Regions from separate parts of the Sus scrofa genome. Here region 2 is linked to region 1. Evidence: chromatin contacts called from public Hi-C data. All regions are on one chromosome and are shown on one strand. Each heading gives the region's core, a stretch centred on a gene start, on an enhancer-like site or on the middle of the called end of the contact. The rest is flanking DNA. Distances are from core to core; before and after follow the strand shown.

What was found. Hi-C and Micro-C count contacts between places; a contact is called where the count stands out from the background.
Region 2: a contact with region 1 is called in a Hi-C map of embryonic fibroblasts, with 2.3 times the contacts expected there. The contact joins two enhancer-like sites. A contact is called at or near these places in 4 of 47 Hi-C or Micro-C datasets (embryonic fibroblasts, fetal skeletal muscle and liver) and 1 of 2 datasets of contacts at active chromatin or transcription factors (skeletal muscle).

What each region holds. Positions count from the first base shown.
Region 1 is chr7:83,073,369-83,076,833 of Sscrofa11.1, forward strand. It overlaps a transcript of NR2F2 not described here. Among named protein-coding and RNA genes, the nearest start is that of NR2F2, 15 kb to the right of the region's middle. Within about 2 kb of position 1,778, at least 42 of the 83 cell types and tissues checked have an H3K27ac peak or open chromatin away from gene starts, as enhancers often do. A contact at or near this core is called in embryonic fibroblasts, where this site is marked.
Region 2 is chr7:83,632,650-83,636,114 of Sscrofa11.1, forward strand. No RefSeq gene overlaps it. Among named protein-coding and RNA genes, the nearest start is that of NR2F2, 540 kb to the left of the region's middle. Within about 2 kb of position 1,717, at least 3 of the 83 cell types and tissues checked have an H3K27ac peak or open chromatin away from gene starts, as enhancers often do. A contact at or near this core is called in embryonic fibroblasts, where this site is marked.

The DNA.
Region 1 (3,465 bases), core at 528-3,027:
TCACACCTCCTTCCCCCTTGGTCCTACCCCAGAGGCCCAGTAGGCACCTCAGCGCTTGCCCACATGCCAGGCCTACAAGACTCAAAGGAGGTGGGGGGGACTTAAAAGTTTTAACGACACAGATGCCATATTAAATGAGGCAGTTTTACAATTCACTTTGAATAAGACACTAACTTATTACAAGTGTGTTATCAGAAGGATGATAAGATTTATAACTCCAAGAGTCAGCTTTTCGCCTTAATGACAATGGATGTTAAAGAGAGGAAATCTGTTCTCTATTAGAGGAGATGAGAGTCCCCCTTCCCTGTTTTCAGGCATTTACAGATGCATCCAGGAGGGCAGATACCAAGCCCCTTTGTGTCTCCTTATGAAAAATTCTCCCTTTTCCCCTTTGGCTATGAAACCAGGTCTCCTTGCTGGGTTAGCACCTCGCTCAGATTTTGAGCAGGAGCCCAGGAGAGAAAGAGAGAGAAAGAAAGGGAGATAGATAGAAGTGAGGATGGAAATGTGGAGGGTGGGGGCAGTTCTCAGTCCTCTGGTTCACGCAGCAAAACTATTTCCCTGTCTTTCTTTGCTATACAAAAGATGGCTTTCCCCTAAACCAACACAGTAAGCAAACTTTAAAAAACTGGGGTCCTATTACAAACCAACGCCCAGCACTAACTGCTTTAAAATTACTGCATAATTAGATTTAGTTGAATTTCACCATTAATTAGGCAGCCGCACTGCAGGGAGCCTTTGAAATCTGAGAAAATGGGAAAAATCATCTGAAGCACGTTTTTTAAACCTAACTTCAATAAATCTCGACGAGGCCCGGAATTCAGAGAGAAACTCGCTCCCCTCCCAGGCGGCTGAGGGTAAGGGTCTCCAGGCCTGGGCCAGAGCTCGTATTGGACCGTAAGGGGCCATTCCCCCAGCGCCTGAGAGCTCGACCAGGGCCAAACCACTGTTTCCCCAGAGGCCCTCAGAAGACCCTCTCTGGGAGGTCAGGTCTGTTCCATGGCAGACCTCGCCTCCTCTCAAACCTATTAAAAGGGACCCCCGATGTAGAAGCGCTCCTATTAGGGGCGCCGTCCATGCCGCCTCACACATTTCTAGGACCTGCGACCCCCAGCCCGGAATCGGCCCTCGGCCCCTGCGCACCGGCAGTCAGCTCTCTGCCCCCCGCAAAGCCACCTTTCCCCTAACTTTGCCACGCAAGCAGCAAGTTGTGCCCACGTCCGGCGGGGATCGAAGCCCGGCCCCCACCCCTCAGCTCGGCGGGTGTGTGTAGGGGGTGGTCCCGGCACACCCCCTCCCCCTGCACGGCCCCTGCATTAATGAGCGCGAGAACTGACCGAGGTCTGTTAAATACTGGCCTCCCCCTCCCCTATACCATTCAAACATTTAAGATCTGTGGAGAATACAGACTTTTTCTAATTTGGTTCCTGTTGGGAGAGGAGACCTGAAATAAACTCTCCCTATTACAAGGGGGAGGGGGCGCAGAGATAAGGGGATACTGTATTACCAATATGTTCCCTACCAATTCTGCTGCTTTAATTACAGAATAATCGAGGACCGCACTCACTCGCCAGCTAGAGTTTAAAAGAGGGTTTTCTGCCTGCAGATGGAATGGCCTTTAGCCGCCCCCCCCCCTTTTCTTTTTGGTAACCAATGTGTTTTCTATTACCCGGCCCTGCCGTGCCTGGCAGCCCGGCGCTCGCGGTGCAGTGGGAGACGCCATGTTGGCTCAGCTCATAGGACCAAGTCAAAAGCGAGCTTCGAGGCAGAGTTTCACACGCTCGAGCTCCCCCTGACCGCCCCCCGCCTCCGCCCCCCGCCTGTCGCCGCTTCTTGCACATCCTAGGAGAGCAGCTCGGAGCGCCCGGCACCCCGGACTTTCCGGGGGCGCTGGCGGAATTCCGCCGCACGTAAGTGGGGGGCGGAGGCTGGGGGGCAGGCACTTTTCCTCAGCTGCTGCCAACTCCAGGCCCCGGTCCCTGCAGCCGGCCGGATGCTAACCCAGCCGTCTCCGCGGAACCAGCCCCGGACGTCTCCCGCTAACTTTGAGCCCCAGCCCCTGGCGGCCGGGAGAGAACTAATAGTGAAAGGCCGAGGCAGGGCGGCCGCGAGCCGAGCGAACAGGCTAGGAACCAGCCCCCCCCCCCCCCCGCCCCAGCTCAGTCATTCCCCAGGTTTGTTTGAAAGTGACGAGAAGCAGCGATCGCCCCTCTCTCTCTCTCCTCGGACTATTGTTGCATTTCGCGTCTAACTGGGTTCTCTCACACCCCCGAGCGCCAAGAGGAGGAGGGGGAGCGGGGTTGGGAAAAGAAATAAAGCGAGCTCAGATCAGATAGGGGGGAAAAAAAAACCCAGCAAGGAAAAAGAGACACTTAAAGGGAAAGAGTCGCCATGTTTAGCAGCTTTTTTAAAGATCTCGTCAATTTCACACAGAACGCACTCGCTGGGTCCCAGCCCTCGTCTTTTGTCCAATTCAGTCGAAGCAAAGATCTTTTGTTCTAACTCAGCGTGAAAAGAAAAACTTTCTTTAAATGCAATAAACTTAAACCAAACTCAAGACTCTAAACAGATCCTCCTCCGGCCACTCTAAACATATACAAGGGGTTTTGTTTTAACCGTTTGAAAAATTTTGGGTCCTGTTTTTCTGCCTCGCAGACCCCAAGCTCATTGCTGAAACTTAGAGTGAGAGAGAGATTTCCAACGTCTAGAACACATGCTTTAAGCAGAATAAAACAGGGACTGTCTTTTGCTTTGAAAATCATAAATTATAATTTAATGCCAATAATAATTTACAACAAATGGCTGTTTACAATAAACTAACACAAAACAAACAAGGAAAAGGGCCTGTGTTTTACTTATTAGAGAAACTTCACACACTCACATGGATAGCACTTGCAAGAGAAGAAAATAAACAACAAGCTACAAAACCTCAATCTAGAGGTCAGCGATGTTCTGCCATAAGAACATACTTATATTTATGTATGTATATATCTACAGAAAGAAGCTGAGGGTCAGATGGAGAACTCTGCTCAAATGCACAAATCAGACAGATTTTTCCGGTCTACATGTATTGACTGGAACTGAGTATCAAAGTTTAATACACTTTACAAAATGATCCTTTTCTTTCACATCCCCTTACCCACCCCCTTTTAAAATTAAACCACAACCATAGTGATGTATGATGGCGGTGGGGGTGCTGCAAAGCCTCAGTAAGAACAAAAATTGCAAGCTCCCACACACTGAGCTTCCTCTAAACCAGGAAAAGAGAAGGGGGGGGGGGAGAGACTCCAAAACAAAATAGTTACTACTTCCAAATCTGCACACCCTGTAAAGTTTCCTTCTTTCTTTCTCTTCTTTTTCTTAATTTGGCTTTTAAGGACAAAGGATCCCAAGAGCAGTACAGATTATATCTACACAATCTGAAATGTCAAAATGTCGATGTGTTTTTATGTACATAACTCCAAT
Region 2 (3,465 bases), core at 467-2,966, 560 kb after region 1:
TCAAAATTAATTATTTTTGGCTCCTCAAAAGGCACCATTATGGACTGGAAATATATGATACACTGCATACCTGACATTAATTTATCTTAAGAACTTTTATAAAACTCCTGCAAGTCAACTGTAAAGAGACAAAGAACCCAACTGAAAATGGACAAAGGATTTTCAGAAACACTTCACCAAAGAGGATATGTAAATGACTAATAAATACATGATAAGATACTCAGTATATATAATCATCAGACATGCTTAAATTTAAACACAATGAGATATTTTATACTCACTAGAGTGGTTAAAGTAAAAAAAAAAACAAGAGTTTTGAATTTATATATATATATATATAATTTATTTATTGTGACAAATAACCATGTCTTAATCAAAGGGAGATACCAAATAGCTTATTAGGAAAACTGCTGTGAGTTGTGCTTTGTACAGCTCGGGTCATAGAGTAATTTAAACTTTCCAATGCCAAGTACCTGGGAGGTACTTGAAGCCACAGGAGTCCCCAAAACCATCCGTCTTAAGATACAGCAAGTGTGACATTAATCAGTCATATATTTATGCAACATCTAGGATTTTGGTCTAACTGTATATAACACACACACATAACTAGATAGATATATAGATACATATATAGATAGATAGGTAGACACACGCAACTGTTATATATAATAGTGCCTGTGTGTATTTATATCTACATACATATATATATGCTATGTGTGTACATATGTTTGCAAATATGTATATTTAGGCAAGATAAGTCCTTAGTTGTTGGCTATGATGGGTGAGAGGGGACAGATATTTGTTAAATACTTTAATATAACTTAATTTCAAAATTTTTGAAGTTAGTAATACTGTCCAATTTTATGGATCAGAAAACAGAGTCATACATGGTTAAACAGTAGCATAAAATATGTCATTTTTCCTTTATTTATTACTTTTATTATTCACTTTTATAGAAATAAAAAAGGCTAGCAAATGATGAATCTATGGTTTTAATTCAGTTCTAGGTCTAAAATGTGTGTTAGCTTGACCATTGTACTTTCCTGCCTCTTGTTGGATGGTTCAAAAATGAATCATGGGGAAAGAATTGAAACCCAGAAGAAGAAAAACTTATGTTTAGGGTTGCTCTCAGGACCTTACTGGGACTCAAGTTAGAAATCAACAAACCTGAGTCATAAATTCAAGAAAGCATTGATCATACACATACTATTTGAGTTGCTTTTGTTTTTAAGTACATTTTGGCATATATTTTTCTTGTTAATCTCCACATATCTCAGTGATGCAGGAGCCAGAGGAAGATAGCGAAAATTTATAGCAAGTAAAAGTTGGCAAATGGAAGTTAAAATATACAGTACTCATTATCACTAATTTTAAAATGTATAAAATGTCATTGGTATTTTCTTTATTTCATGTGCTGCTTTTATGATTCTCTTTTACAGGACATAAAAATATTTTAAAGGCTTTCGGTTATAGGTTCATTTGCAACCTCTGTCCCTTAAATCTATTTCCTTTTTCCTCACGAGTTATTAATTTCTCCATTAGGACAGATCCTCCACAGGCACTGGGATCAGTTGTGTGGAGACCATCTGGAGTAGCAGTACTGATCCACACCCCTGGAAGACCCCTGCCGCAGAGACTGCCATTGACGAGAGCCAGGGACACCACTGCGGTGCTGCTCACACCGTAGGCCTCCTTGGCTCTGCCTCCCCACCCTCACTTCATCAGCTATGAATCACACAGGATGGAAAAGAGGAGAGAAGGCAGACAGAAGGCAGGGCTGGCCTCCTTTGGGAAAACCACAGAATCAAAACATCCCAGAATGTATTGCGGGGAAAGGAATGGGAAAACTTTAAGAAATCTTTCGTTTGTCCTTTTTCCTTGTCATATGCAGCCAGATTCGTCTTCTCCCATTAGGAAAGTTGCTGATTGTGGCCTCTAGAGAAGTTTGGGAATGGAGCACAGGCAACCAGGAGAGCACTAAACAATGGATGAGTCTCTCTATGGAAGAGGTGTGGCCCAGGGAACACAAACTCCATTTACTCATATTCGAGTAGGTAAAAGTGCAGTTTTAGCAACATGGTGATGGGTCCAATATAATTTCCGGGGGTCAAGATGAAGTGCCCTCTAAATGTTCTATTATCTCATTGGCCTCCTGCACCACAATTACTATGATTACATGTCTGCAGATGGTGATTTTGGTCTGAACCAACATTATCAATAAATATAGATGCTTCACATACACTGTATTTTAATCTGACTTACATCAGAAAGGGAGAAAACCACTCCTGAAAAGCCAGTGCTTGGAAAATCCCTGGTAAAAATTTTTCCACGAAAAGATGTGAGCATGGCTCAGGTTTGTCAGAAAGGAGCAACTGACAAAAACACTTCTCTATTATTCAGCAAGCCTTAAAAGATTTGCTTACCGTTTTTGTCGGTTGTAAGAGCCAATTTGTAAAAATTCCTCTAGGAAAAAGAATCTTACCTGATGAAGACCCTCCTGATGGCTTCTCAGAAGTTCGAAAGCCGTATTTCACATAATGCTGGGATCTTGAGTCTGGTGAAGGAAGCAGGAGAAGGTAGGGAAGACAGAAACCTTGACTCTAAAATAAAGAGGTGATTCTTAGGTCAGCAGCATGTGCTCTTGGCCGTGTGTGGGTAGGAAAGGTACAGATTTAGTGAAGATGAAATACTAGAAACAACACTAGGCAGAGTTCCCATTACTTAGAGGGAAGGGATGACAAGAAAACTATTGAGTTTGCAACCCCATTGTACTTTTAGATCTGAAGGAGCCAGACAGATACCTGTTACATTAATCGTATGGACCAGAATTTTTCTTCTACCAGCACTAAAAACATAATGAACATAATGGTCAGATGGTAACTATTCATGTTTTTATTTAAGAAAGGGGTGTGTGAGTGTGCATTTTATGTGCTAACACTAGGAAGGAAGAGGTAAGGGTGGGGAGAAGTTTTAATTTTGGGGTGATGTTGCGGTCACAGATATTTGTGCAACGTATGTAATAGAATATATGGCCTACATCTGTTATAAACTGGTGGAGATATTTTCTAGCTGCCTCTGATCAGTTGTTACTGATTTGCTGGTGATGTAAAGCTAAGAAATAGCCTCATTGTTTAAAAACTTACTACAAAAGAAGGATCATTCATGGTAAAGATGAGAGGCAGAGACAAAATAACTCCTCTGTAATGCAGATTTGTTAATAGTCATTCACCGATTTTCAGTAAAATACTCTTCACATAACCTTGACTTTATTAAGGAGTCCTTAAGGTGCATTTGGAAGACAGATAATGAGTTTGGGGAATAGCCTTATCTACATCAAGCTAATCTTTAACAGCTTGGAAAGGAACTAGCATAAAGTTTTCCAATTTGAGTGACAGAAGCATGTTAAGATGAAACCATTTAAAATGTCCTTTTAATATGAAGACTTTACGGTACATGACAATGTTT